4 separate regions of the Mus musculus genome follow, and all the other regions are linked to region 2. The links are chromatin contacts, called in public Hi-C and HiChIP or PLAC-seq maps. All regions are on one chromosome and are shown on one strand. Each heading gives the region's core, a stretch centred on a gene start, on an enhancer-like site or on the middle of the called end of the contact. The rest is flanking DNA. Distances are from core to core; before and after follow the strand shown. Region 1 has its middle 14 kb from the start of 1810073O08Rik. Region 2 has its middle 6.0 kb from the start of Gm24240. Region 3 overlaps Haao (3-hydroxyanthranilate 3,4-dioxygenase). Region 4 overlaps Mta3 (metastasis associated 3).

Region 1 (6,874 bases), core at 2,364-4,863, 630 kb before region 2:
CTGATTCCAAATCTCCAGCCCCACCCATAACTTCTGTGTGCTTCCGGGATTTCCCCTTCTATTTCATCTCTACCGGGCTGCCTCTGCAGCCCCAGCCCAAGTCACGGAGAATACCTAGCCCAGAGAAAAAGAACTTGGCTCCTGCGATCTCTGCTGACAACTGGTTGCGTGGTCTCAGATGCATCCTTTGTTCTCCCAAGCCTTGGTTTCTCTATTTGATAGCGACGAATTAGTCCTTGTCTTTCTATCTCTGTCAGTTCATGGAGGGATCGAGTAGTAAGTTGTCTTATATAAAAAAAAGGCTTTGACTTGGGAGTCAGAGACAGAACGATCATTATGAGTTCAAGACTAGTCTGGCCTAGATAGCAAGTCCCAGTCAAAGCTGCAGATCGTGATACTAGCTGGGAGATAGGTAGGTAGATGATAGGCAGACAGACAGACAGACAGACAGACAGATAGATAATATCTTTAGAAAACAACAAAGTTCTTTGAAAATAGCTGTGAGGTGAGGAACAGCTTGACTTTGTAGATAAAGCTCCTTCTACCACTGCACAGGAAATTGGTCAAGGAGACAGACAGCAGGCAGTCCCTCAGCTCTTGATCCTCTAACTTCTGGCCATGGCTGGGAGCCACAGCGTCTTCCAGACCTCTCTGTAGTGACAAGAAACACAGCTGCTTCTCATTTACTACCTGGGCTAAGCTGGTCATCCCACCGGAGTCTTGTCAGGGTTCTCTGGGCCATAGCCTCTAAACAAATCCTTGTCCTTCTTTCTCTAGGATTGGGAAAGTCAGAGAGAGGCATGGAAGCTCAGAAGCCCTGCTGGAAGGCAGGCATCACTGCTGTAATAGGCTGTTGTTCTTGTGAGTATCCCACACACACCCTCCATGCCTGCAAGAAGGTTATCCATCCCTATTCCAAACCCTGGGGACTTGGGATACCTCGTGGAGAAGGCACCTGCTTTGCCCAGTCAACTGGCTTTGGCCAATGCTGTTAGAACACGTGCACATGTAGAAAGAACCAATGCTGTTCTCATCTCTACCACCCCTCTACTCTTACTCCTCCGTAAGGGCTGGCCTTCAGCTTGATCCCAGAATGGACATCAGGGTATGAATTCCAGGGTGAGCCCAGTGTGTACCAGGAGGTAAGAAATACAGTACTACATTTAAGATTCAGGCACATTTGTTACTGCAGCCTTACCTAACACATGCTGACTGATGATGCTCTGTCCAGTTCCTCCAGTCTCTGAGCTGAGTCGCATCCACTTGCTTGTAGCTGAGGATCTGGAATCGCTGCTCTGTTTCTACTTCCTGGGTGGAGGCCTCCCTTCCCCTATGGCTCCTCCTGGGCATCAGATGTGGGGTATGGGAACTCTACCTTGGGCTCCTGAATAGCCAGGCCCTCTCTCCTCTTTGATTATAACTGTTCACCCTTCTGCTCAAACTTCTCAAGCACACTTTCAGAGAATTCCCAAACTCTTGCCCTCACTCACATGAATGGCCTACGTGCCACTCACTCCTGCAGACAGCACGGGGCAGCTAAAGGAAGCCAAATTCAGGCACTTCCTCTGTCCTTCCCTTCCTTGTCATGGGGTCCCACAGGCATGTCCAGGGGAATTCCTTCTTCCAATTCCCATGAGAAATAAAGCAAGTCTGCTCAGCCAAACCCGCACCTCTCCTCCCAACAAGGTCTGGGCCTGTGGGGGAAAAAAGCCAACAGCTCTCAAGCCAGACTTCTCTGTAGCTCTGGTCTTGAAAGACGGCCTGTAACTGTTGTCTTTGCTGTTGCCTGAGGTCCCTCCCACCTCGGGTATGGGGCTCTCTACTCTCTACTCTCGCCATCCAGGTCTCATCCCATTTCTCTGTACATAAGGCATAGATGTTGTGAGTGAGCATCAGTTTGGAGCACAAAACACTGTCTTCTCTCTCCTCGAAGCAGGAATTGTGAAGATTCACCCTCCAGGCTGAGAGAAAGCATGACTAAGGAATAGTATTGAAAAACAACCCATTCCAACCATTGTGATGGTAAATTCTGTGTTTTCAATTGCAAGTCTTTAAGTTTTAAATTTTTTAATGAAAAGTTCTTTTCTTAAAAGAAAAATAATAATCAGTTCAAAGCCAGAGATAGTGGCACACATCTGGGATTCTAGCACTGAAAAGGCTGAGGCAGCAAAATGACAAGTTCCAGGCTAATCTGGGCTACACAGTGAGACCCTTTCAAAAAGAGAGACTGAAAGGGTAAGGGGTGGGTTTGGGGTTTTTGTTTTTTTTTTTTTCACTTCTAATATATCATTGGCCAACAAACTTTGGTTCATTTAATTTCTAACTAAAGCATGAATTTCCATGAATTTCCAACACAGTGCAGCCTATAGGATAGAATGCAACATATCCTATAATTCAAATTTTTCTAGAAGTCAAGCTTATAAAGTAGAAAGAAACTGATAAAAATCATTCAAACAACAAGTTTCCTTAACTCAAGATACGGTTTCTACATGACATGGTGGCGAACAATAATAATAAGCGATTTTTCTATTGTTCTTGCCTTCCTTTTCCCTGTTTTTAAAAAGCCACTGTAGGCAGATGCGGTGCTCTCTCTAGTGATCCCAGCATCTGGGAGGCTGAAATTCAGTGGGTCTAAGTCTGAGGCAAGCGATCCTGGGCTGCATATCAAGATCTTGTTGGAAACAAAAGAGAGAACACAGAACGAGAGAGGAGAGAAATGGAGGAGAAGAGAGAGAGAGAAGAGAGGGGAAGGAAAAGCAGAGATGCAGTTAAAAACAGGCACAGAGAAAGCAGGATGCAATTGAGAGTCTCCATCTCGTCTGGTACCAACAATGATCACTTAGAATCAGCCAAAACCACTGACTAGGGATAAGAAAGACCATAGAATTTATACACTCTGATTTTTTTTTTCAGGGATCAACCCCCTCTCCCAAAGAATGTACAAACAGAAAGGGGCTTGAGATGTTTCTCAGTGACAGGGCATCATCTCATAACAGGCCACCCTAGAGCTGGCGCTAGGGGTCACTAATTCAGATAGCCATTTAATGGCCAATTCTCTGCTGTTGGACCCTTTCCAGTCAGTTTTCAATTTAGACCAGGCCACCAGGACCACCATGTCAGTCAAGTATAAACCAAGAGCTATGTTTGAAAGCTGAGGCGCCCCTGTCGCTGGCTTGCTCAGGAAACCCAGGGAAGGCCTCCCATCCCTGCCTCATTCACTTAATGATGAGCATGAAAAAGAGACTCTACCCCATGATAAAGACGGAGGACGTTCCAAATAATCATACCAATAATAACTAAAGACCATGTGTTCACTGAACCTTGGGCACATCTCTCCCAGGAGTATCCATATTTCAGGTGATCAAAATACATGCCTGACAAGAGATCTCTGTATTCTCTGTATTGAAAGCTCAACTCTGCTGGCTGAAAATGAAATTTAAACTTTTTTGAAATGTAAGATTTGCTGACTAACTTATTTTACTTTGTCTACTTTATCTGGTTGTTCTGGGAACGGAAGCCTGAGGCGCTGTAGGTGCTAAGTGAGAGCTGCATTCCTAAGCCCACTTCACCTTGGAGCTCACCAAAGCTGCTCAGGGTGGCCTTGAACTCACTGTGTAGCCCAAGCAGCTCTTGAACTTGGGATCTTCCCGCCTCAGCACCTCACCTCACCTCACCCCACCCCACAAGTAGCCGAGCATTCCTCACCAACCCAGTTTCATTTCTACACATTCTTGCAAAACAGCAAGCCCCAGAACTGTCTGTCTCGGCCAGTTACAGTCAACAATCCCAGTTTAAGGAAGAAAGCCCGAGGTGTAATTAGAGCATCACGATGCAGTACTGCCACCTGTCGGCAGCCTCAATCCCAGCACGTTCCCCAGGAGGATACAATCAGCTTCTAGGACTGTTTCTTTCAAAATGTGCTCTCTGATCCACGTAGCTTGTTAAAAATGCACATTGCTGAGCCATGTAGGACCCGAGTCCACATGACAGACACCAAACAGCCACACTTAACTGAATGTCCCAAGTGATCTTTATGCACAGTAAACTCGAGAAAATGATCAATCTAAAGGACTTGTCTAATCGATGCAAGCTGAGAAAACTCAGAGGCAGCGAATGCTGGAGAACTCGTTTTCCCTGATGCTGAACAGAGCGAAGACTGCTATTTGTTGAGTCTGGTGGGATCCACAGAGTTGGTTTATGTAGAAATAACACCTTGTGCCTAGTACACAAAGCTAAAACAAACCTAAGTCCCATCTCCCTGTCTCTGTCTCTATGTCTCTTTCTGTCTCTGTCTCCTTGTCTTTGTCTCTCTCTGTCTGTCTCTGTCTCCCTGTCTCTGTCTCTTTCTATCTCTCTCTTTGTCTCTCTCCCTCTGTCTGCCTCTCTCTCTTTCTCTCTGATGACACCCCAAAACCCTGTCATCAGGTACCTGTAGCTCCCCTCCCTTGTCACCCCAGCCCAACTCTGTCCCCTTCACATCTGGATCCAGCCAGCTGCTTCAGAGCCCTCTCACTTCACCTCCATTCCTTGACCCTGCTGCTTTATAAACCTTGCAGTACTCACTACCCGTCAAGGTGACAGCTTGTCCCGTATCACCTTCCCAGAGGCCTCTCTGGGGAACCTTTTAGGCTAAACTAGGTTCTCCCCTCCTTGCTAACCACAAAAATTTGCTATATGCAACCACATTGCCTGATACACACATCCTGCCCACACGCATGACTGTAAACTCTTCACAGGCAGAAAGAGCTGTGTCTCCAAGAGTCCCCAACCTGGCAAAACCTCTACCTTGTAGCTAGCAGGCTTCCCTCAGCCTTTGTAGAATGAATATGTATTTTCAAAAACAACAAGAAATCTGTCTGATTTTTTTTCCCCAATGGTAAAGCGGTAAGACTGGGAGGGTGCAGGGAGAGGGCAGGAACAGAGCAACCTGGGAATGTCCTCACCACCTCCCAGGAAAGGAGCGATTTCCCCAGAGGACAGAGGCCTGTCACATCTTGCCCAGCTAATCTGACAGAAGCCAGCTGCAGTGGTTGTCCTGCCCTGGGGAAGACGTGCTGGGGCTGGGAACCACTTGCCACTGTTTGCCCCTGGGGACAGGGCCACAGGGGAACGGTAATTGACTTGTCTCCGAGATTTATTTATTAATTCCTAGCTGCACCATTTGATGTGGTTTCCAGGAGGCACGAGTTGAAATCTGTTCCCTGTCTTTACCCCACAACCCAGTGAAGCAATGGTCCCTAGGGAGCCCGGTAAACCTCAGGGCCAGCTCACCAGAGAGACTCCAGGCAGGCAGGGTCTAGACATGGTGCCCACCACACAGAAGGGCTGAGCTCCTGTGATGCTGCAGATTCTGATACTGGTAAGACTGAGTAAGAAACCTCAGGAGGATGCTTAGGAGGCCTGGATCTCCGTGGGATGTGTAACCGTGCTTTTGGGCTACTTTATTGGGTTCTTCTCTCTGCCATCCTTCTCCTCCCCCAATGCCCCCCACCCCCAGCCCTGGTAGAAGAAAGAAGCCTAGAAGGAAAGGGGGCATAGATTTCTTTAGACTACTTCCTGATGGTTAGGGGCATTGAGTTCTCAGGGGCAAGTCCAGTCTTTATAATCAGGATATGTGCAACCAGCAATTCAGAGGAACAGCAAAAGCAGCTTCAGGAACCAGCAATAGCAGGGAACAGCAGCAGCCACCGCTGCAGGCTCTGGCCCTTTTATAACCGCTCAAGAGTCTCCAGAATTCCAAACTTAAACTATCTCTCAGCTGATAGAATCAGGCCCTGCCAGAGCATGAGACAAAGCCTAGTCAGCCCCCATATCCCACGCCTGGGATTGAAACAAAAACATAGTCACATAACTGGGTTTTCGGAAAGAACAAAATTCTCACTACAGGGATGTCTCTAAGATGAAGCCCTCAGCCATCAGTGACTAGGAGGAACCAGTGACTAGGTAGGAAGCCCCAATGGACCAGGAGTGATGGAGCAGATGTGTTACCCCAGCACTGGGAGGCAGAAGCAGGAGGACCAGGATGACATAGCATAGGGTTAGCCTGGGCTACAGGAGACTCCACCTTAAGCTCGAGAATGTGTTTGCTTCTGCACATGCACCCACGCCCCAAGAAGGGCACCGAGGTTGTAACTCCATTGGCACAGTGATTTCTAGCATCCAGTGAACCCTGGCTCAGTCACGAGCATTAAACTGGACATAATGGGGCACCCTGGGCTACATGAGACTTTGCCATGGTGGCAATCAGAGGCTAGGAAGGTATTGTTAGAAGTAAGGGGTACTGGCTTGCCTGCTGTATGTCTTACCTGGTCACAGGCATCGTAGGTCACTGTAAGTGAACAACAGTGTTTATGCCCAAATGCCAGGTTGATGCCACTGCTCTGCTCCTTCCTGCAGGATCTGCACATCTCTGCCTGTTTCCTACAGTTAATATGAATGGGTTTGTAACCAGGGAAACAAAAGGAAGAGAGGGTGGAGAGTTGACCTAGACATGGGGCACACATGTAGGCTTGCGTTCTCCTGGTGGCACACGGCCGTGACCACACTCGAGTGAGCGAGTTGTGGTAGTGCCGGCCTGCATGCAGCGTGCTAGGTGCACATCGTTGATGGTGGGAGGCAAGGGCATTGCCCCTTAACTTTCTTATTTTCCTATCCCTTCTCTCAGGCTCTCCTTTCAGAAACTAAAATCTCTCACTTTCCTCTGGGGACTTTCTCTCCCTCTGCCCAGTGCTGTTCCCTGATTCTCTTTCTATGTCTAAAGACTCAAATATACTCTAGCCCACACCAGGAATCCTGAAAGTCTGTTTCTCCTTCCCACCCCTACAAAAAGATTCATACGCATACGCAAGCACACATGCGCGCACGCACACACACA
Region 2 (7,452 bases), core at 2,080-4,579:
AAAAGATGCTCAACCTGTTCTTCCTTCAGAAAGCTGAGAATTGGAAGGGTTAATAGCCTGGTGATCTGTGTTATCTGTTGGGCCAGGCCATAGCCAGCTCCTATAAGCCAGGACCTGAGATGGCTAATGATCTAAATTAAATGACCCTTACAGCCAGCGCCTCCCCTAATCTCCCACAACCAGGACCAGAGGTGGCTACTAGCTCAAATGACCTCTAAGCTATCCGTATGACGGAGACCAGGCCAGACTCTTAGGCTTTTAAGCTAGTGCAGGTAGCGTATCTCTAGAACACATCTTCTTGGAAGAAATGACGACTACTCTGAGTAGGGTTTCAATGTAATTACACTTCCCTGCGCAACAGGGCTTCCATTACACCAGGAGACTTTTTTTTCCCCTGTTCTAAATTATACTGTGCTTAGTACATTGGGACTAAACTGGCAGTTATTAGACTCCCCAGAGTCTGAGGAAGCCGATCTGCATGGGTTTTCCATTCTTACTCTTCAGTCGTTCCTCCCTGTCTGACCCCTGCAGGGCCCCTCACAGCTGGGGTCAGCTAGAGGCAGGTGAGTGCAGTGGGAAGGCCATCCTCCTTGCAATAGACAAAGACTTCAGGGGAATCAGTTCCAGCTTAAGGAAACAGTGGGGTCTTTTATCCCACAATGCACATTAACGAGACGCTGGGGTTCAGGTCTCCTTGCTGGAGGAGTGTCCAGGGGAAGTTCCTTAGCCTGTGGGTCCTCAGAAGCAGACCACCCCGAGTTCCCCACTCCCACCCCTCTCCTAGGCTGCCACTCAGCCTCCCAAGTGCTAGGCGTTATGCTAGCTTCATGTGCTGCTTCATGTTAAAGTGTGCCAAACCGGAGTGTTAGCAGTGCGCTTCACACAAGAGTCAGAGCTTGCAGAGTGCTTCCTCGGCCGTGTCTAGAGTCAGCTCTCACACCGGAAGAGAGATGGGGCTGTATTTTTAGAAGACTTACCCGCTCTACTTTAAATAGGGGTTTATTTTTGCAGCCCCACTTGAAGAATGGTGTGTTAGATCGCTCCATTGAGCTTCAAATATGCCAACCTCCTTCCACCCTTTCCCCAAGCTAGCAGACCACTGAGCACCCTACAGAAAACCTGCATCCATCAGAGGCCCTGGGCCTTATTATTAACCCTTTTTGTCTCAGTTGAATCTAAGAAGAAACAAGTCCCTCCTGAAATACTATATCTCACCAAACACAAGACCTGGCAGACCCAGTTCAGGAAGTCCCACTAGACAGCCACCAGCTTGCTGGGGTAGCAGCCCTCATTTTCTGGAGGCGTCACTTCCCCACTTTCCGGTTCTTTGCCACTAGCGGTTCTGCTGTTAGTAGATTGTCCTAGTAGGTCCAATCAAAATTAAGTGTCACGTTGTATCTTTTTGATACAGGGGCTCATGAATCTCAGACTGGCCTTGAGCTTGCTTTGTAGCAGAAAATGGTCTAGAATGTCTGAGCCTTCTGCTCCTACCTTTTGATTATAGAAGTGTACACCACACCTGGTTTATGTGACACTGGGGCTTGAAGCCAGAGCTTAGGCATGGGAGCAAAGCGCTCTAGCAACTGAGTACACCCTTGTCCCCCTCTCCCTTTTAAACTAAAGGCATTTCTCACCAATTCAAAGAGTGGCCTGCATTTCTTCAAGACACCTCCAGCATACCCTGGTGGTCAGAAAACGAGGAGAGAAGATAAAGGTCAGGGGACTTCTGAGTTAGGAAGAGAGAGCCAAGGCAGGAGATAAAGGCTCAGGATGGGATCTTAGGGGAGAGGAAACTCAGGCCTCTGATACTGATGCTGTTTGCTCCTCCTACTCTGATGGCCGGAAGTGCCCTGCTCAGGCGCGGGCGGGCGAGCGAGCGGGTGGGGAGCCTCTGCCTGCAGGCTCAGACTGCCTGCTGCTGGCCTGCGATATTTATAGTACCTATCTCTCCGGTTCTGTCTCCACCTGGATCTATGAGGTCTATGGCTGCCACATGTGTAGGGACTGTTCTGGGGGGTGGGGGGCACATTATCGATTTAAGTGGCTGGCGCTTGGCCATGGATGCAAGCTGGGATGGAAGCTAAGAAGTCTAAACTGAGGGCGGGCAGGGGAAACGCCAGACTGCAGCTCCTTTGTGCAAAGGGCTTGGTGGTTAGGCCTGGTGAAACCGGGGCTTTCCAGCTCCCGTGTCCCAGCAGCCGCGGCTGTGGGCGTGGTGAGGCAGGTGTGGGTGGCCAAGGATCTGTCTCAGTTTCCTCCCCGCCCTGGTGGCAGCTACTCAGAAGAGTTAAAGGCAAAACTGGCAAGAATTTTTCTTTGTAGTAGGAAAAGAGGGTCCCAGAGAGTTCACGGTGACAATCCTCTTTTCAGACACACAACTACCGGACTCCACGTTTGCAGACCTGTTATCGGCCGTGCGCACCTTCAATTTCCCCTAACCACCAACTACCTCCCTGGTTGCTCTCAGACAGCAATGACATCATTTGAACATATATAAATAACTGACCTCTCTGCCTTCCAAGCAGTGATTGTGGTTCGGAGCACAATGGTTAAAAGCAAGGAGGACTCCATTATCAGACTTTTTAAAGCTACAAAACAAACAAACAATCAACCCCCCACCCCTAAAACAAAACAACGAGAGCACAGGCTGGGCATAGTGGCTCACAGCTTGTCATTCCAGCACTAGGGGAACTGAAGCAGGAGGGTTGCCTACGAGTTCGAGGCCAACATGGGAAACTTTGGCAAACCGTGATAGATAGATAGATAGATAGATAGATAGATAGATAGATAGATAGATGATGCAAAGTGAGAACCCAGTCTAGACCAGGCCCAGCAGGAGTTAGCCACCTACAGGTCTCCGAGTAAAGCCCGCTCTGACTATTTCACTGACAAGCCGGGCTGGAAAGAGGCCAGCACAGGATCTTATGACTGGAAAGCAAAATAAAGAACAGCAGCAACGACCTAGAGAAACGAAAATACACTTGACACTCTGTCTCTGTCTTTCTTTTTCACATTTAACCTTGTCGCAACACAGATGAGTAGGCCGGGGTCACCGTTGCACAACAGTTTGGGAACTAGGTTAAGGAACTTGTAGTTTCAGACCCAGACGCATGACACTCGCGTGGGCGCTAATGTCCGCCCGGCTTTTCCACGCGGGCCGGGGACAGGTTCTGGCTGGCACAGCGGTACAGGTCTCAGGCTGCTGGAAAGGCCGGTTTCGTGGCCTGGGACGAGGGGGCGGCTGGCCGGGATCCGGAGCTGCACGGCGCGGCCAGGGCAGCTGGCAGTCAGCTGGTGCCGGGGCCGCGCTCGCTCACTCGGAGGGAGGCGAGCCGGCCGCATACCGCGGGGCGCAGAGGAAATAGCTGGGATTCCTCCCGCGGCGCCGCGCTCCCGTTCCCGCGGGGAGGATCGGGGGCGCGCGCCAGCGGTCCGCAGGCTCGTCCCCCGCACTGCCCGGGGAATCCTCCCCGAACCCCACCTTCAGCTCCCTAGCCACTCCCCGCCAGCGTGTGGGTGCTCAGAGGCACCGCGTGTTCTGGTCTTGCAGACTCTCCAGGCCAGCCAGGCCTCCTGCTTGTTGGTCTCTGACTGAGGACATGCGACAGCGCCCCTGGGAAGGCCAGCTAGCTGCACAATGGTCCCCACCCCTGCAGAGGATGTACCAGACCGGATGTGCTCTCTGTGACCCACCCCACTGATCTCGGAGCCTGCTCCAGGCAGTGGGCCCCTAGAGGTGCCAGCTTTAGCCTTTGGAAAGCTGTTGCCAGTGATGTGAACATTTCTGTCTAGGCTTCGAAACCGTCCTTGAGATAGGGATTTCCCACTTGGGGTGGCAGGAATGAGGCTAGCCCCTCAGGAACTGCTTGCTGCCAGGTGGTAAGGACGGGGTGATGGAGAAAGGAGGACCCTTACTCTAGTAAGGGCCTAGAGTGGGACCCTCTCTGACTGTATAGGCACAAGAAGGAAATGGAGACCCTTCTTTTTGGTTTTTTGTTTGTTTTGTTTTTTGAGACACGGTTTCTCTGTATAGCCCTCGCTGTCCTGGAACTAACTTTGTACACCAGGCTGGCCTTGAACTCAGAAATCCGCCTGCCTCTGCCTCCGGAGTGCTGAGATTAAAGGCGTGCGCCACCACGCCCGGCTGAAGAGTCAGGTGAGAAGGCTCCTCTCTTCTGAACAGAACCAACAGTTTGATCAGGTTAGGGATTAGGAGGTGGGAAGACAGAGGGCGGATCCTAAGTGGGGCCCACGTAACCTTTCCTAGGAGTTTGGCCCCTATTGCTTGGAACAGGGGTGGACGGATCTAGACTGTCTCTCTACTTTCCCTTGAGACGATTGCTTTGATTGATAATACATTTGGCCTGTTGAGATGGCCCACCCGGTAAAGGTGCTTGAGGCCAGGCCTGACGATCTGAGTTCAAACCCCAGGACCCACACGATGAAAATGGAGATCACACACAAAATGTTCAGCCAGGTCAATAGTCTTCTATTGTCTGTGGATTCTCCCCTGGGTCTTGCACTTTGTCCGTTTCCATGGCCTATATACGATCGGACTTTCACACTGGATTGTGAACAAAGGCTTTTCTCACACTGGATTGTGAACAAAAGCTTTTCCGTGTATCTTCCTAGTTAGATGTTAGCTTCACCACGCCAGGGCCCTGGTGAATCTCATATACCTTTGGGGACCTACCGTCTAGTAGTGTTTACCTTCCAGTATAAAGACTGCTTAAATGTTTGTTGAATGAATAAGAAGGATGAGGAGGGAATTGGGCAGGCCCGATACTAACAACATAGACCAGAGGCAAAGCTGGCCAATATGGAGCCAGCACACAGAGGGTACTTGCCACCTGCTACCCAGATCCAGGATGGGAAGGTCCTGGGGGCTTGGCTCTGTGTCTCCCGAGGCCACACCGACTCGTGGACATTCCTGTCCCGGCTCTAGGTCTGTCTATCTTGGTCGTATTGGTAGAGCCCCGTTTTCCCGATCCCCTTTACTTCCATGCTCCCCCATTCCTGGACAGCCTAGAAGGTTCTGGTTTCATGCAAATTGATACTATTTGGTCATTCCGATGGGGCTTATAAGTGGCCTAGCCTGAGACAGAGGACAGAAATGGCTTTCACTAAGCTGTCTGCCTTCAGGACAGAGTGACTTTAAGCTCAAAGCCCAAGTGCTGCTGTATCTTATGTTTCACCCTTTCAGGCCATCCAAGTAGCCAAAGGTCTGGAGAGGGGACTCTCTCCTCTGCATAAGTTCCCCCTGAACCCTGGGAGGACAGGAGGCTGAGGTCAGGCCTGTCCATCAGTGAGAGAGATCCAGACATCATTTCCAGAACTGCCTCTAGACACTCACCCGTGAGAACAGCCCAGGCAGCCTTGGCAAAGGCTTCCAACCCGGTCAGCTCACAGCATCGACAATGGTTCTGGGAATTCCAACTCTCAAAACCCCTACATTTTTTTCATAAGAAAAAGGAACATATTTTGGCATCTTTGTTCCTGAAACAGGAAATGGCCAAGACAGTGACCTCCAGTAGCTACTTCCTCCTCCAGTGTTCATAAGGGGGTGGGTTCTGTCAGTCCTGTTCCCCACCCCCCCCCCCCCGGGATCAGTGGGCATAGACACCCCAACAGGGGATAGTAGGGACTGACAGGAAATGTAGGGGTGGGGATGGAAGGAGAGAGTTCCGAGGAATGCACAAGCCCAGTGGGCTGGAGTTGGGGCCAGTGGGTGCCTGGCATCTGAGGGCTACTTAGTCGGATGGTTACTTTTATCATTTTATGGAAAGAACATCACCGCTGTGACCTCTTAGGGGTTCAAGCGGAATAATTCAAGGTTCCAAGGTTCTGGGACCTGGGCCGTGTGTGGACTCTGGGCTGGGGAGGAGTTAAGGCGTGGTCTCAGTCAAAGGCGTGGTCTCTCCCAGTCAGAGCAGGAGAGTAAAGTGAACCCCCCTGGGGTGCTGAGGGGGGTGGGTGTGAGAGGGAATGGAGACCTGGCAGAAGGAACGGCAGAGACAGAGGGCCCTCTGAGTTGTACGGATTTCCCTAGAGCCTCCTTCCCTCCTGTCCCTCAACCCCGGAGGTCTTGACTCTTGATCCGCACGGATACAACAGACCCAGTTCAGAGGAAGGGATAGGGCAACGGGGGAGCACTGGAGGGTGGGGGTGCAGAAGGGCAAGCAGCCCTGCAACCATTAACGTTTTCACATTCCTGGCTCCTCACCGAGAGCAGTTGGCTAGGCTGGTCCCTGTGAATAGGTCCTTGCTGGCCCAAGTTCTTGCTGTAAAGCTGGGCTTTTGTGAACCCAAGGGAACTGATGGCGGCGGCGGTTTGCAGTGAGAAGAGTGGTAAGATCCGAGTTGCTTGGGTAAAATGTGCGGAGCAACGGTCTCCAGGCAAGCAGAGGCATCCTCCTTTCTGGACCCGCTAGTGAAGGGCACCTGTGGCGGTGGACAGGGTGAGCAGAGGTCACAGGCTTGGCTCTGAGACAGACAGGTGAGAGGTGGACTGATGATGGAGACTGTGGTCAGAGGGGCTAGGAGGATACTGGGGATCCGAGGTCCTATAGGTCAGGAGGGTGTTCCTCAGACTCCAATTCTGGGGTATCTGGCTTAACTGAGCACTCCTCAAACTGGGAAGAGGAAGGCAGAAGGGGAAAGGTCTGGGGATCCCTTTAAAGCCCGGGATGCTATAGAGATGCTGTCCCTTAAGCTTTATGTCTCTTCCCAGGCTGGAAGTGTCCAGAGCACTTCTCACAGGTCCCCGGCACATACCAGGTATCAAATAAAAGTCAGCTGGAAGGGACGATCAGGGTCAGAGGCCCACTGTGAGCAGGTGGGGCCAGCTGGTTGCCGCAAAGGCTGACTTCTGTCACCTTGCCTTGCGGACAGACGGCTCAGTGGCTTCTGTCAGTGGGACTGTGAAATCCACTTCCTGAGCCAGCCTTTCTACTTCTCATTTTCTCTGGGTCCTTTTGTCTTCTGTGTCTCCCATAGAGACCGTCTGTCTATCTATCTATCGATCTATCTATCTATCTATCTATCTATCTATCTATCTATCTATCGTGTGTGTGTGTGTGTGTGTGTGTGTGTGTGTATGTGTGTGCTCACACACACTTATGTGAGTAATCGAGCAATGCATGGGTGTGTGCTGTACCTGTATGTGGTGTGTGCACATGGAGGCCAGAGGTTGCTGTCAGGTGTGTCTTTATTTTTCACTTTCCACCTTATTTTTTTTTAAAAGATTTACTTATTTTTATTTTATGTATATGAGTGTTTTGCCTGTATGTATGTATGTGTGTGTGTATATATATATATATATATATATATGTGTGTGTGTGTGTGTGTATACACATATGTGTGTGTATGTGTGTATATGTGTTATGTGTATGTATGTGTGTGTGTATATGTATGTATATGTGTGTGTGTATGTATGTATGTATGTGTGTATGT
Region 3 (7,429 bases), core at 4,448-6,947, 550 kb before region 2:
CTCCGCCTCAGGTTAGGAGCCGAATGGCTGCATGATTTGTCTGCAGCCTCTGTCTCCAGAGAACTGCCCCTGCCTTTCTGGTGAGAGTCAGGTGAGCAGAAAGAAATGGGCTGATCTGAAACTGATGCAGGGATTAGGCCTTCTGGTGACAGTTGTTCCCAGCACCTGCCTTGCGTAAGGGTCAGAGGTGCCTCCAGTTGTGTAAGGGTCAGAGGTGCCTCCAGTTGTGTAAGGGTCAGAGATGCAGCACAGCTCTGCCTGTCCAGGTGCTCTCTGCCCGTGGGGACATGGGTGGCAAGGGTGACTGAAGGCTGTGTGTGCCAGAGAAAGCCAGAGATGTACTCAAGTTCTAAGCAGCAGATGTGACCTCCCACCTCCAAAACAGAAGAGTCCCTCATGGGGGTGGGAGGTGTAGGGCGTCAGGGAGTGGGAGGTGGGGTGGGGGTGGGGATAAGGGATTGGGGGTGTGTGCTGCACTGGCTGCTGGCATTTCTGTTACAGTGACCCAGAGCCCAAAGAACAGACAGTAGCCCCTTCCGGCTGCCCGTCCAAGATTCAGGCTGAGCTTGAACTTCTTTTTGCTGAAAACAAATCCACTTGGATGGAATGTTCTCCAGTGCTCTCCCAGCTTCTGTCTTGAGTGTAGCTTGCTCCACCACATACATAGGCTGTGTAACCCCTGCCGAGTCATTCTGTTTCCGAGCTCGAGTTCTACCTGGGTTGCACACACCCGGCGTTAAATGTGATCCTAGGCTGTGCCAACAGAAAGTAACAAACACGGCTTAGCTATGCAGTGCCTGGACTCAGCAGGAGGCCTTCAAGCAGAGCCCAGCCTGAACCAGGCTGCCCCAAAGCTGCCCAGATGGAATGTGGGCTCCCTTGACCTCTGTTTTCACAGGTATTACGTGGGGGACACTGAGGATGTCCTCTTCGAGAAATGGTTCCACTGTAAGGACCTTGGCACGCAGTTAGCACCCATCATCCAAGAGTAAGTTCCCATTATGGGCCCCTCCCTCAATGCCCCATGGCCTGGAGCCATCAGGGGTGGGAGTTTAAAAGAATCTCCCACCTCCAGGATGGGACGAGCCACTCTGCAGGGTCGGGAGGGGAAGCACGATGAAGTCCTGTGAGGGGCTATGAACGTGGGCTGGCTCCTGCGTAGGGTATATACCTCACCAGCATCTTAACAGAAATGCTGTCGTTCCGTCCTCTCGCCTGGTCCCTGCAGGTTCTTCCACTCTGAGCAATACCGAACAGGAAAACCCAACCCTGGTGAGCCCCCTCGCTTTTCTCCCTCCCTCTTTCTCTCTAGTGGGATGGGTCTTGACGTGGTCCCAGGAGCCTCTTCCTGAATCCTCTGCCTAGTAATTAAAGTACTGAGCAGACAACACCAAGTAGCAACCTGTATGCCTGCCAAGTCATTCGGCTGCACCCAAATCCCGAACTGGCCTTGAGTTAAGGCTTCTGGGTCCCGGCTATACTGGGGCTGGGTGGCCTGAGCCTGAAGGTCACTCTCCATCACTGTGTCACTGGCGCAGACCAGCTGCTCAAGGAGCTGCCATTCCCGCTGAATACACGGTCCATCATGAAGCCCATGTCATTGAAGGCCTGGCTGGATGGCCACTCCAGGGAGCTTCAGGCAGGCACATCCCTAAGCCTGTTTGGGGACAGCTATGAGACCCAGGTAATACAGCTCAGGGCACTCAACAGCCAGCCAGCCAGCACCTGAGAAATGGGAATCAATATCTCTCTCTGTCTCTCTCTGTCTCTCTCTGTCTCTCTCTGTCTCTCTCTCTCTGTCTCTCTCTCTCTCTCTCTCTCACACACACCCACACACACACACACACACACACACACACACACACACACACACACACACACAGAGAGAAACTTCAGAGGCATGAGAACGGCCTTCCTGTTCCCTCTCTATCTCCGAGATTAACAGTGTTGCTGTGACTGAAGTTCTCTGGGTGCCTTCATGGTCGCAAGGATGCTTTGTGTACAGAGTGGGAGGTTCTATGTCCACTGTCACCTTCCTGGGAATCGCTTACCTCCCCTGGGCTTTTGTCACGTGGGAACTTGGAAGCTGAAGAGGGAGCTATTTGGCAGAGGCTGGGCAGCAATGTGTTAGAGAACATACAAGCTGGCCTTTCATCTAGAATTCCTGCTGCTCTAGGCTTTGGTAAGAACAAGACAGTTGCTATGGACAAATTAACCCACAACTGCCAGTCACGTGACAGCTCATTTACTAGAGAAAAACAGAAAGTCATAGGAGAATAACTGGAGGAGGTCATGTGCACCTAGAATGTTTGATTAAAAATTTTAGATTTGTTTATTTTATTTTGTGCTTATCGGTGTTGGCCCGCATATGCGTACATCATGTGCTTGCCTGGTGCCCGTGGAGGCCAGAAGAGGGCGTTAGACCCTCTGGAACTGGGGTCACAGATGCGTATGAATGTACTGGGAACTGAGTCTGGGGTCTCTGTGATCTTCACCACTTAGCCATCTCTCCGGCCCTGGGTAGAATTGTAAAGCTAGTGTAAGGGTTTGCAGGAGGGAGGTGGAGGGAGTGGTTTGGAGGAGGAAGAAACATAAAGGTCAGAAGAACTGAAACAGCCTAGCCCTGTAAGCAGCCGAGGCTGGCCAGAGCTAGGTGGGAAGGCTAGCAAGGAGGCTGGACTGCTAGCTGCTTCCAGAACTCTGCTGCACTAGACTAAGGGAGGGGCCATGTCCTAGAGACATCGGGGCTTCGCCCACATGTTGGGGGAGAAGTCTAGAGTGAATTTCAGAGCCATCAGCCTTTCATTGTGATGTTGGGCCAGAGAACACCTACAAGGATGCTGCTATTCGCATGTGTGATGGGTTTCCAATGGCACAGCCTGTCACCAGGAGTCAGCGAGATGGCTCATTGGGTCAAGGTGCTATCTTAGGGTTTTATTGCTGTGAGCAGACACCATGGCCAATGCAAGTCTTATAAAGGACATTTACCTGGGGGCTGGCTTACACGTTCAGAGCTTCAGTCCATTACCATCAAGGCAGAAACATGGCAACATCCAGGCATGATGCAGGCAGAGCTGAGAGTTCTAGGTTGCTAGCAGAATACTGGCTTTCAGGCAGCTAGGATGAGGGTCTTAAGCCTACGCCCATAGTGATGCACCTACTCCAACAAGGCCACACATCCTAATGGTGCCACTCCCTGGGCCAAGCAGAGACAAACTATCAGAGATGCTTACTGTATAAGCCTGGCAATCCAGGTTTGATAACTGAGACCCACAAAAACGTGGAAAGAGAGCTGATGCCACAAGTCATGCATGTATGACCACATGTACACACATCATACATTCACATATAATGATGATGGTAATGATGAAGATAATCATGATGATGAAAAAGAAGATGAAAAGGAAGGAGAAGAAGGAAGAGGAGGAGGAGGACAACAACAGCAACAAGAAGAACAAGAAGGAGGAGGAAGAAGAGGAGGAGGAGAAGAAGAAGAGGGAAGAGGGCAAGGAAGAGGAGGAGGAAGACTTAAAAGTTAAACAGTGGTCACTCCAGGGCAGGAGGCTGGCAGAACACAGGTTTAGACTGCTCTTCCAGTACTAGGGACGCCCAAAGCTCCACCCACCACAGCCGTAGCTAATGGCTTCTTCCTACTCTGTGTCTACCTGCTCTAGCTCTCCTTTGCCAATTGCCATTAACCCCTCCTTACAGCCTGCAGGAGCGCAGGCTCTCGCTAATCATAAGGCCAGCAGGCCCCAGCCTCATGTTCTCCCCAGTCAGACGTTGAACACTTCACAGGAAGGGCAGTGGAAATCTGGGGGCCCGGGTTGGGTGTGTCTGAGTGTGAGCTGGTGACACCCATGAGGGCGTGTGTGTGTGTGTGTGTGTGTGTGTGTGTGTGTGTGTGATCCCTTTCTGATCCCTGACGAGTAGGCTCGTCACATGGGGAGGAGGCTGTGGAAGTGGGCACATCTTGTCCCTCGAAGGTGATAATGGTTAAGGGCCAGGGTTGTGACTATTTCCCAAATGGAGCAGAATCCCAAAACGCTCTGCTTTGTCTTCCCCAGGTCATTGCCCACGGACAAGGTAGCAGCAAAGGCCCAAGGCAGGATGTGGATGTGTGGCTGTGGCAACAGGCAAGTGGGATCCCAGGTTTGGGTGGCACCATTTCCTGTCCATGGGGGTTGGTTTGTCCCTGGACCTCAGGCTCCCATAGTGAGAGTTACTCTCAGGGCCTTCTTGCGAGGCAGACTCGGGGACATGAAAGCGAGAGTTGAGGCCTGATGTGCCCCCAGCCTCTTCTGTGGTTTTGTAGTGTTGGGGATGGAACTTATGGCCTCCTTATAAGAGCTCTACCATTGAACACCCCCTGCTTCCCCGTTCCCACACCCACCATGCATGTACTCATGTATGTGCACACACACACACACACACACACACACACACACACACACACACTTTTCTTATTTCAATGCAGGGTTTTGCTAATTCACTCAGGCTGGCCTTGAGCTCAGCCTCATCAGCCTTCACTTGGTTCTGCTGTTCTCTCACAGGAGGGCTCCTCTAAGGTGACAATGGGAGGGCAGTGTATAGCCCTGGCCCCAGATGACAGCCTGCTGGTGCCTGCTGGAACCTCGTGAGTATATGCCAGGACTTTCTGAAGCCATGACAATGATGCCCTTTTCCCTGGAACCCTTGGGCTCTGGCCTTGCCTGACTCTTATGTATCTGTGTCCCCACAGGTATGTGTGGGAGCGAGCACAAGGCTCTGTGGCCTTGTCTGTGACACAAGACCCTGCCCGTAAGAAGCCATGGTGGTGACCCTCCTGTGTGCGCCCCAAGCAGCCACAGGGTGCCTGAGTAATGACCTGGTAGCTGCCCATTTCCAGACAGCTCTTTCAGCCTCATTGCATCTCCATGGACATCAGCAGGCCCCTTGAGTGGTTGAGAGCTGTCACTGGCATCAACCCTCCTGCCTAGCTCAGCCCAGGATGCCAGACTCCTAGGACATCAGCAGTCCCCGATCTTCTAACAGCCATAGCCCTACACTGTCCCCATGTGCCCAGCAGCCTGACACTAAGAAATCTCTCAATAAAGGCATCCTGCTGAATGAGTACTTGCGAGTTTTAGGTGGCAGACCTGTGTTCCCCTGTCATGTGTTACTTGGGGACAACAGTTGCCACAGGGAGTTAGAAGGCCTGTTAATGTGTGTCATCACCTCTTGTGGATAGGTGGTTCCCTGTGCATGCAACCCTGATCCACACCCGCTCCGCATCCTGCTTATAAAGCCGCGTGCTTCTTTGTCTCTCCCTCTGTTCCCTGTTCATTCATTTAGTTGTTAACATACTTAAAAATAACAACAAACCCCCACTCTGCTGAGTTTCTTTCTCAACCACAGAAGTTATGTTATGCTAATTATGGAAAACAGAAATACCTCAAACACAGAGTTCCCCACCCCCAGAGGTAATCACTGTCATAGCTTCTACAAGTGGAGGAAAGGCAAGTGGGACATCTGTAGCTCAGAGAAGGACTTCAGCAAGAGGCCTGTAGCACTAAGCCTGCATCTGCACAGAGCAGGCCTTCCTGGGCAGCCTGGGCTCAGGGAGGGACTTCAGTGAGAAGCTGACAATACTGAGCCTGCATCTGCACAGAACAAACCTAGGCTTAGAGGCAGAGCTTCAAGAAAAGGGAACTAGAGCCCAGTCTCCCTGCCCTAGCCTGGTGGCTCACTGCTCTGACACACTCCACAGAAGGTCAAAGGGGACCTGACTTGGCTGAGGGAGCTTTCTGGCCTTGAAGGATATGACATCAGCACCTTCCTATCCCAAAGCTTTTCTATAAGCAAAGAAGGACCACACTGGTGCCTTCAAATGTCCACTGTCCAGGGTGGCCTGGTCCGTGCTTGGTGGCACCAGTGTGTTTCTCTGTCCCAGATCTGGGAAGAGAACATGCCATGTCTAGAGATGCTGGGGGGGGGGGGGGTCAGAACACAGAAGGAATGGCTCCATCTGTCAGGAAAGGACAACCAGGCTTCCTCGTTTTCTCTTCAATGCTCTCCACAAAGGTGACAATAACACCTGATTTTACAGAGGACAATTTTCTTAACATTTAAAATATGCCCCCCCACCACCCCCCAGCCATAGCGAGAAAGCTGTAAATCCCAGCAGCTGCCATTTGAGGTAGGCCAGACATGTAGCTGAATGGCAGAAGGGGAAACGGGACGTGCTTCAGAGACACGTGAGGAAGCCTGGGCTTCTGAGAAGGTTGATTAGAACAGTGGTAGCAAGAGGACGGGAGAGCCGTGCTTCCCTGAAGAAAAGACTTAACAGAGCAATTGGGCCTCAACTCCACAGGCAACCGCAGCACAGATGGGAATTCTGGGAAGGAAATGGCACTGCGTCATCAATGGAAAACGCGTCCCTCCAATCCCCTTAACATGGCTTAACAAACATCTACCTCCCTAGCCACGTTAGCCAAGGAGTTGATTGCCCTTCCCAGCTAGAATGCTAGGTCTCCCCCAAGTCAGAGAGTGCATTTTCTTGACCAGAAGGAAATAGTTTCCCCTAAATGGGCGTTACTGCTACTGTGACGCTGATGATCAGGGTGCCTCGGTGGGGGCCTCTGCTCTCCAGGGCTCTGGGTCTTTCACATGGGATCGAATTCCCTCTCCATAGTCCCCTGGGGTGGGGGTCAATCCATGTTAGACATGTTTGAATCACACAGGTCTCAGGGTCAGAGCCAGGCAGAGGCCCAAGAGAGAGACATTGTGGAGTGGAAAACAGGGGAAAGCAGGCAGGATGGAGGCCAGACAAGAGACAATGGATGCACGTATTTTGAAACCAGTGTGCATGGTGCCTCTACCCACTTCCCACTTTCTGAAAACTCACCAGTGATCTCAGAGGAAAGCCAGATGGCAGGAAGGGCTGTGGGTCCCCTGCCCAGCCTCCAGGTCACCCCTGTCTGTCCCTGGCTGCCTTTCTGTCTGCACTGCCTTCTCCTGCACCTGCCCCCTCCCTTGGCTTTCACTGTGGCTTTTCCATCCCAGGAGTATCTCTACCAGGGAGCAGGAGGCCAAGCCCGGGCCAGCCAGCCTCAGTCAGATCAAACGCTTCCAAGTCGGCTGCCTCTCCCATTACGGAATTGCTGACACCACCACCAGTGGATTCACGCCACTGTCACTGTCACTGCTGGCTACCCAGAGTGCCTGTCTTCCAGGAGTCTACCCAGGTGTGTACTCTACAGGATTAGAGCAGCCCTGGTGCTGCAGGGGACCACATGTCACCATCTCCATCCCCTTCTTCTGGAGACCTTTCTGTCAACACATCTACAATTAGCCGGCTGCTCCAATTCAAACTAACATGAGGGAAATGTCTGGATGCCCTTCACTGCTGCACAGCCATTTTTGCCTACCTTGGACAGGCATGAGCTGT
Region 4 (6,943 bases), core at 2,445-4,944, 530 kb before region 2:
CTCTTCTCTTCTCTTCTCTTTGTGTGTGTGTGTGATAGGCTCTTATATAGCCCAGGCTGTCTTCAAACTTGCTACTATGGAGAGGATGGCTCCTAAATGCTGGGATAACAGGTGTGTACCACCTTACTCACTGGAGAGCTACTCTGTGTGTGTGTGTACACACAGAGACCGGAAGTCAACCTTGGCTATGCTCCTTAGGTGTTGCCTATTTTGTTTGGTTTTGTGTGTTCTGTTTTGTGTTTGTTTGTTTGTTTGTTTGTTTGAGATGGTGGCCTGGAATTCACCAAGACGGCCAGGCTGAATGGCTGGAAAGTCCCAGGGATTGATCTTCCTTGAGCAGGATTATGAACAGGTGTCTTCTTAAAACTATATTTACTTATGCTTATGGGTGCTTTGTCTACATGTCTGTCTGTGTGGCACATGGGTGCTTGGTGTCCTCGGAGGCCAGAAGAGGTCATTAGATCCCCTGGGAGTAGAGTTGTAGATGGTTGTGGGCTGCCATGAAGGTTCTGAGAATCAAATCTGGAAAAACGGCCAGTGCTCTTATCTGCTGAGCCATTTATCCAGAGTGCCCCTCACACCCCAGTTCTGATTTTCAGAGACAATTTCTCTATGTAGCTCTGGCTGTCCTGGAACTCACTCTGTAGACCAGGCTGGCCGTGAATTCAGAGTTCGGCTTGCCTCCTATGTGCTGGGATCAAAGGCGTTCACTACCACGCCCAGGTCTCTCCGCCACACCCCTGCTTTCAAAAGTGAGTTCTGTAGATGAGATGCAGGCCCTTGTGCTGGCAGGACTGGCCCTTTTTCCAACTGAGCTATAGGTCCACACTGCAGATAGAACCTTAACACTTACTGAGCACCCACTATGAGTCAGAGGCAGCAGACTTCATTTAAACACCTTCTACCTTCAAGTGACTCTTTGCATTTTCTCTTCTCTTTTTTTCCACTCTCCTGAAAGCCGGAAAGGAAACACTACAGGGGTGAGACACGGAAGGAGAGGCTTTGGGAGCCAGAGAATGGAGCCCACAGGTTTCTGTTAGACCTTCAGTCTGAGTAAGAAACAAACAAAATGAAATGAAACCAAAAGATTCCCGAATACCCACTGCATTTTCCTATGTATTTGCAAACAGACACTCGACTCTTATACCCAGGAAACATGAACATCACCCAAGAGCATGCCTCACTCAGCACAGCCCAGGGTCCTTGTTCACCTAGAGGACGACACAAGATTGGGAGTTCAAATCCCACCGCAGTTACCCATTAACGATGTGACTTTGGGTGAGTCACTAAACCTCTCTGGGCTGTTGATTTTTTTTTTCTCCACTACTGAAATGAAATGATGAAATGATATAAAAGTATAAATGATGTCATCGTGAGAGCAGCTCTGTAAGGCGGATGCCATCACCACTTTACAGATTGAAAGAGGAGAAAACAGGTGTGAAGAAGCCAAAGGCCTCACGGGAGCAGGAGGGAGAAGTCCGAGATTCATTGCAGCTCCTGCAAACACTTGGCTACCTGTCTCCACTGCCCATGGTACAAATGCCTCTATTCCCCTGCCCCGCCGCCCTTTCTTGCGCTCTCAGAGGCACAGAGAGCTTCCCTTAAAGGGCCTATCCCTGATAACTGGGCATTAACGTAGTGGAACCCCTGTAGCAGGTTCTCTGTCTGCCAGCAATGCAAATGACATCAAAGCACCTCTAAGTATGTCGGCAAATGGGTGGGTGACAGCACAGGGCCCGACACTAGGACGTACCACACTGAACATATCTGCGCGGTATGACTGTCAGATCAACCCTGCCTTTCCAGCTCCCTGCACCGAGGCTTCTGACACATGAGCCCGTCTGCACTGGCAGAGTCAGTTCTGTTGGGTGGAGTCAGTTCCGTTGGGTGGAGTCAGTTCCGTTGGGTGGGTGCTGTATGTGGTCCGACGCCTTAGGACTGGCTTAACCCACACTCAGTGCTTGTTCTCTGACCCTAGTCTGTACCAGGGCCAAGTAAAAGACAGAAACTTTCAGGAAAGCAGTATGAAATTGTCTGTCTATTTGGGGGTAGGGGAGGGTGTGTGTGTGTGTGTGTGTGTGACAAGGTGATCTAGAATGGAGCTCAGCTGTAGACTGCTTCCCCCAAAATAAATGTGTGTTGGTGCACAAGGCCCTAGGTTAGACCCCAGTACTGTAGACACTAGGCATGCTGGCACCTTTGCTACATCTGGCGTTTGAGGGAAGCTAGGATACATGGCATCTTGTCTCAAAAGAACGAAAAACCATTTTTTTTAAATGTCTGAAAAAAAATTCCTTCTTGCAAATATCAAGAGCTCCCACCACCGGGAACCGGAAGTCCACCTGTGCTTGCTGCCTGCCGCTGTGGTCAACAATGCTGGCTTATGTTTCTGCTGCTATGATGTTCCAACCTCACCTCGGGCCCAGAAATACAGAACCAAGGGACATACACTTGGAACTCCGTGGGATCGTAAGCTACACAGCGATTTCCTGCCTAAAAGTAAAAAAAGCACCTGAGAGGCAAGGACAGGAGGGGAGATGAGTGACAGAGAAGAGACAGGAAGCTGGGAGGCGGGACACTCACTGGAAGCAGGTTGTCTGCAGCCAAATTAGTTTCCCCTATCTTCACAGTCTTGTCCATCTGTTGGCTGTGGTAATTAAGTACCTGTGCTAATTGGTTTCAACATTGTATCACACGGGGTAAGGCTTTTCCCCGTGAATCTGTACCTGCTTTGGTATTTGATAATAGAACTAGGAGATGGAAACTTACTACACTAACCAGATATTATCCAGCACTGAGGTTAGTCAGGACCTGGATCCTGAGAGAATAAGAAACACGGTCACTGTTCCAAGGAAAGGGCCCACTAGGAATCTGTTTCTGTAGCAGTATGGCCTCAAGGCACCAAATTTATCCCTCTGATGGCTTCCTGACACTTGAGACCAAGTCTCTTAAAAAAAAAAAAATCCTTTGCCACGGCTCCCTCTTCTCCCAGAAGGGGGCGCTAGAGAGCTACAAGTATCCTTCTGTTCCAGTCAGCCACACCCTGTTAGCACAAGCAGCTTGTTCCAGTCCTAGCCATTCAGTGTAGCTCTAGCTGTCCTGGAACTAGCTTGGTAGACCAGGCTGGCCTCGAACTCAAGAGATCTGCCTGCCTCTGCCTCCCGAGTTCTGGACCATCACCGCCTGGTATATCCTCTGAAAGCTTCTAAATTGAGATACTTCCAGTTTCTGTGCCCTTTGAACTCAAGGACATTCGCCGTGTTAGTTGGTCTGCTCTACCGTCCAGCTGTTGTTCTATTGATGTCTTATAATAACTTAGCTGTTAAAACAGTTAATATAGCTTCTATTTCTACACTTGATCTTAGCCCAAAGGCCGAGGAGCCATTATAGTTCCTATTTCTAAATAGTACTCACATTGCTTTTAAAAAATATTTTCGGGCTGGAAAGATGGCTCCGCTGGGCTCACAACCAAAAATAAAGAGAAGCATGTTTAAAAGTTTTTATCTTATTTTTAATTATGTGTGAGGGGCTATGTGCACACGACTGCAGTGAAGGTGGAAGAGGAAGTGGGAGTTAAAGGCCCCTGTGAGCCACCAGGCACGTGTGCTGTGTCTTCTGCAGAGAGAGTATGATTCTAACTCCTGAGCGGTCTCGCCAGCCCCTTCTGCTTTAAGATAAGAGTCTGGGTACGTAACCTGGGCAGGTCTAAAGACTCCTCCCACCACTTCCTCCTGAGTGCTAGGGCTCGTGTGTGGACCACCACACTCTCTGCTTGCTGGAGCAGTTACTAGAGAGTGATTCTGAAACTCGTTGTCCTTGACTTAGAGTCCATCTGTGCCCATATTTGGTAAACTGGGGAATTACAATCCACTGCACTAGGTCTGTTTTCTTCAACACTTTCCTTTGTATAATTTATATTGTGCACCTAAGTGCCAGGCTCTGGGCACAGAGATACAATTGTGTGCCCTAACAAACCCATCCCAACCAGAGATCTTTTTGCGTGAACCGAATGGGAAGGCACAGGTTAGTTGGCTAGCACACGGCAAGGCATGTTGTCACCAGCCTCCTTTTTGAGCTGCGACAGCGGATCAAAGAGTTTTGAAGAAAAGACTGGGTATCTTTGGGAAACGAGGCAGGTGTCACCCGCGGCGAGCTGCTGACTTGGTCAGTATGGCGTCAGGAACTCATGCGTGCTGTGCCCCTGCGTCCTCTTCAGAGTGCAGAGGCAGTGACCTTGCAACAGCCTGCATTCATTCAGTGAGAAGCAGGGCAAGCTGCTCTGGAGGCGAAGCCCCAAGGAGAAGAGGGCCATGATGCTGGGCACCAGGTGCTGAAGAGATGACCTGACCGGAGCTGCCGTACAGGTCTGGACCTGGCTGCAGAGCGGCCGTGTGAGGTGCGAGGGAGACTTCCAGCACTGGTTACTGCAGAGACTGGTGAAGGGCTGGGGGTGTGGCACACTGGTGGACTGCTTGTCTGGTGCTGTGGCTTGAATGTGCAATGTCCCCATAAGTTCTGCATTCCACCACTTGGTCCACACACAGTGGCCCTGTCTGGGGAGCTGCAGAAGGTTTAGTAGGCGGAGGAAGCAGACCACTGGGGTCTTACACTCTGGCCCCATTTCCTGTTGACTGCATTTCGCAGATGCAATGTGACCAGATGCCACTCAGGCCTGCCCCGTGCCTTCCTCATCTCGCTGGACTATATTCCCTGGCTCTGTGAACAAAATAAAACCTCCCTTCTTTAAGTTCCTTTCTTTAAAAGTTGTTTTTTTTTGTGGGTATGAATATGTGGATGTATATGTTCAAGTAGGTACATGTATGTGCAGGTGTGTGAGAGCTTTAGGGATCTGTCTACACACACACACACACACACACACACACACACACACACACACACACACACACACCTCTGCTAAAGCTGCAGACACACGACACCTGGCTTTTAGGTGGGAGCTGGGATCCAACCCAGGCTCTTACACATGTGTGGTAGGTACTGTACTGACTGGGCCATCTCACCAGCCCTTAAGTTGCTTCTTGGTAGGTATTTCTGACACAGCAGTGAGGGAGGTGACAGACGCATGTAGCTAGCAGATATAGAACCCTGGGTTCGATCCCCCCCACACTACCTAAAATGGGCATGATGGCACACACCTGTACCCAGCCCCTGGGAGGGAGGGGCCGAAGAACAGACTCTCAAGATTAGTCTTTAACTCCATAGTAAGTTTAAGACCAGCCTATCTCAGAAAGGAGGAGGAGGAGGAGGAGGAAGAGAAAGACGAGGAGGAGGAGGGAGAGGAGAGAGCACAACCTACTTTCTGCTCTGCAGCAGGACTCAGGGAAGCAGAGGACATGCCTAGGTGGAAAGAAAGGAGCCAATACTCCTTTAAGTCTGAGCCCAAGGCCCCTCTGTGGGTGAGGAGAAGCTGAAACGAAATCCCATTTCTCCCTCTGACCTCCTCTTTGCTTGGTCTTCTACTGCCTCCTTGTCAGGCACACGAGGGACAGGGAGCCAAAGTTCTTACTGCCCTGACAGTGTTTGTGTAAACCTGCGATGCAGCCAAACCCTTGAGAGGCACATTTATAGCACGTGATATCTTACAAATACAAACTAAGCTCTTCACCCGCTAAGCTCTTCACCCGCAGTATTTTACCCATCTTGGCATGATGATGGCCATCGAACGCCACAGAAAGGGACGTCAGCCATGGGAATTATTATAGGAGGCCTATTCTATATCCGTGCTCTAGGGCCTTGTTATATGTAATTTACTGTCTCTGAAAAAGGCAGAGCTCCTAAGGCAGGAAAATCCTGGAGAGAGTTTTATTCATAAATACATGCCAAGACTTAAACAGTAAAGACAGCTTCAAACTCTAGGACATCCGAAATGAACAATATCTACCGCCTGCGTGATTTATTACTGTGGCGTTTGGGGTCCAAATGGTGAGATAATTCAATTCCGCCTGAAGAGTCATTATATGGCTGAGCCGAAGAGATGCGCTCTGGGTAAGAGGCGATATTTCTCAGGTTTTCCATTTCAAACAAATTACTTCTGTATTTAGGATATCACCCAGGCAATTCCTTTCATGATATGTAGCCCTCTCGGGCAATTAAAAACATGGATATGATGAAAGAAGTTAGGGACAGATGCCAAATCCAACGTGATCCACAGAATGCAGAGAAAGCCCTGGAGATCACTGAGGGTTCGACACGAGGCAACGTAATCCTTCTTAGGCAAGGAAAGTTAAATTGAGAAGTGAGCCCAAACAGCAGCAGGAACACTGGCTAAATACAGATTCCCCTCCGAACTAGGCTCTTGCCGCATGTGGCAGTGGGGAGCTGGTGCTGAGCAAGGTCTCACTGGCCCACAGCAGCCTTACCCTTCATGCCCTTACCGGCTCACATTCCCACCAACCTCTGGGCTTTTTTGGAACATGAGCTCATGTAGCCCAGGTTATCTTCAAACTCATTTGGTGGCCAGAATCGGCCTTAAACTCCTGGTCCTCCTGCCTCCGCCTCTACAGTGCCAGGGTTACGGCATGAGCCACCATAGGAGCTAAGAATAGCCATAATAAGCAGGAGAGGACAGAGTGGTCCCAGCCCGTCAGAGAAGGAGGCTCCTCAGGGTTACGTACCATCTAGACCATTGTGATGGCTGTAGTTTCTTTTCCCCAGAATGCTCAGAGATGTGTGATTCGGAGCGGCGAGCATCCTCTTGGTAGCTGGAGTTTGCAGGCTTGGTGGAGACCGAATTACATTAGGTTTCTTTGCGGGATGGATCTCTGACGGGAGGAGAAAGGTTTATCAACTCAGAGCATGGTATTGGAAATCTGTACAGACTCTAACACAGCTAATAGGCGCACATCTTCTTTCCTAATGACCCGAGGGTCGGTCCCCTAGGAGGCAGCCATGGACTTGCATAATGAGGTAGCTTCAAGTGTTGTTA

Evidence for each region. Hi-C and Micro-C count contacts between places; a contact is called where the count stands out from the background. HiChIP or PLAC-seq counts read pairs in DNA pulled down with a chosen protein or histone mark.
Region 1: a contact with region 2 is called in a FOXA1 HiChIP or PLAC-seq map of pancreatic cancer cells. The contact joins two enhancer-like sites. A contact is called at or near these places in 2 of 39 promoter capture datasets (HPC-7-derived erythroid cells and pre-B cells) and 1 of 115 datasets of contacts at active chromatin or transcription factors (pancreatic cancer cells).
Region 3: a contact with region 2 is called in a Hi-C map of CD8 T cells, with 2.9 times the contacts expected there. The contact joins two enhancer-like sites. A contact is called at or near these places in 15 of 39 promoter capture datasets (the 3T3-L1 cell line, the C10 cell line, the HPC-7 cell line and 11 more), 2 of 15 datasets of contacts at CTCF or cohesin (large pre-B cells and pro-B cells), 74 of 484 Hi-C or Micro-C datasets (B cells, the C2C12 cell line, CD4 T cells and 44 more), 29 of 115 datasets of contacts at active chromatin or transcription factors (DN3 thymocytes, the HPC-7 cell line, SST interneurons and 23 more) and 4 of 9 other capture datasets (adipose tissue, embryonic tail, liver and 1 more).
Region 4: an H3K4me3 HiChIP or PLAC-seq map of pro-B cells shows a contact between it and region 2, with 5 times the contacts expected there. The contact joins two enhancer-like sites. A contact is called at or near these places in 12 of 39 promoter capture datasets (the C10 cell line, the HPC-7 cell line, cranial neural crest and 8 more), 3 of 15 datasets of contacts at CTCF or cohesin (large pre-B cells, pro-B cells and stem cell-derived epiblast-like cells), 22 of 484 Hi-C or Micro-C datasets (the AML12 cell line, the C10 cell line, the HL-1 cell line and 16 more), 34 of 115 datasets of contacts at active chromatin or transcription factors (CD8 T cells, the NIH/3T3 cell line, the SCID.adh cell line and 23 more) and 1 of 9 other capture datasets (embryonic stem cells).

What each region holds. Positions count from the first base shown.
Region 1 is chr17:83,900,525-83,907,398 of GRCm38.p6, reverse strand. No RefSeq gene overlaps it. Among named protein-coding and RNA genes, the nearest start is that of 1810073O08Rik, 14 kb to the left of the region's middle. Within about 2 kb of position 3,613, at least 81 of the 459 cell types and tissues checked have an H3K27ac peak or open chromatin away from gene starts, as enhancers often do. A contact at or near this core is called in pancreatic cancer cells, where this site is marked.
Region 2 is chr17:83,272,273-83,279,724 of GRCm38.p6, reverse strand. No RefSeq gene overlaps it. Among named protein-coding and RNA genes, the nearest start is that of Gm24240, 6.0 kb to the right of the region's middle. Within about 2 kb of position 3,329, at least 392 of the 459 cell types and tissues checked have an H3K27ac peak or open chromatin away from gene starts, as enhancers often do. A contact at or near this core is called in B cells, CD8 T cells, the CH12 cell line and 16 more, where this site is marked.
Region 3 is chr17:83,829,034-83,836,462 of GRCm38.p6, reverse strand. Haao (3-hydroxyanthranilate 3,4-dioxygenase) reads left to right here. Exons shown (of 10, transcript NM_025325.2): 5 at 899-988; 6 at 1,229-1,272; 7 at 1,539-1,684; 8 at 4,068-4,136; 9 at 4,554-4,636; 10 at 4,742-5,109. The coding sequence ends at 4,820. Among named protein-coding and RNA genes, the nearest start is that of Gm41637, 6.1 kb to the right of the region's middle. Within about 2 kb of position 5,697, at least 98 of the 459 cell types and tissues checked have an H3K27ac peak or open chromatin away from gene starts, as enhancers often do. A contact at or near this core is called in B cells, CD8 T cells, the CH12 cell line and 14 more, where this site is marked.
Region 4 is chr17:83,804,287-83,811,229 of GRCm38.p6, reverse strand. It overlaps Mta3 (metastasis associated 3), which reads right to left. Exons shown (of 17, transcript NM_001379391.1): 16 at 6,633-6,779. Among named protein-coding and RNA genes, the nearest start is that of Gm41637, 19 kb to the left of the region's middle. Within about 2 kb of position 3,694, at least 62 of the 459 cell types and tissues checked have an H3K27ac peak or open chromatin away from gene starts, as enhancers often do. A contact at or near this core is called in CD8 T cells, the HPC-7 cell line, double positive thymocytes and 1 more, where this site is marked.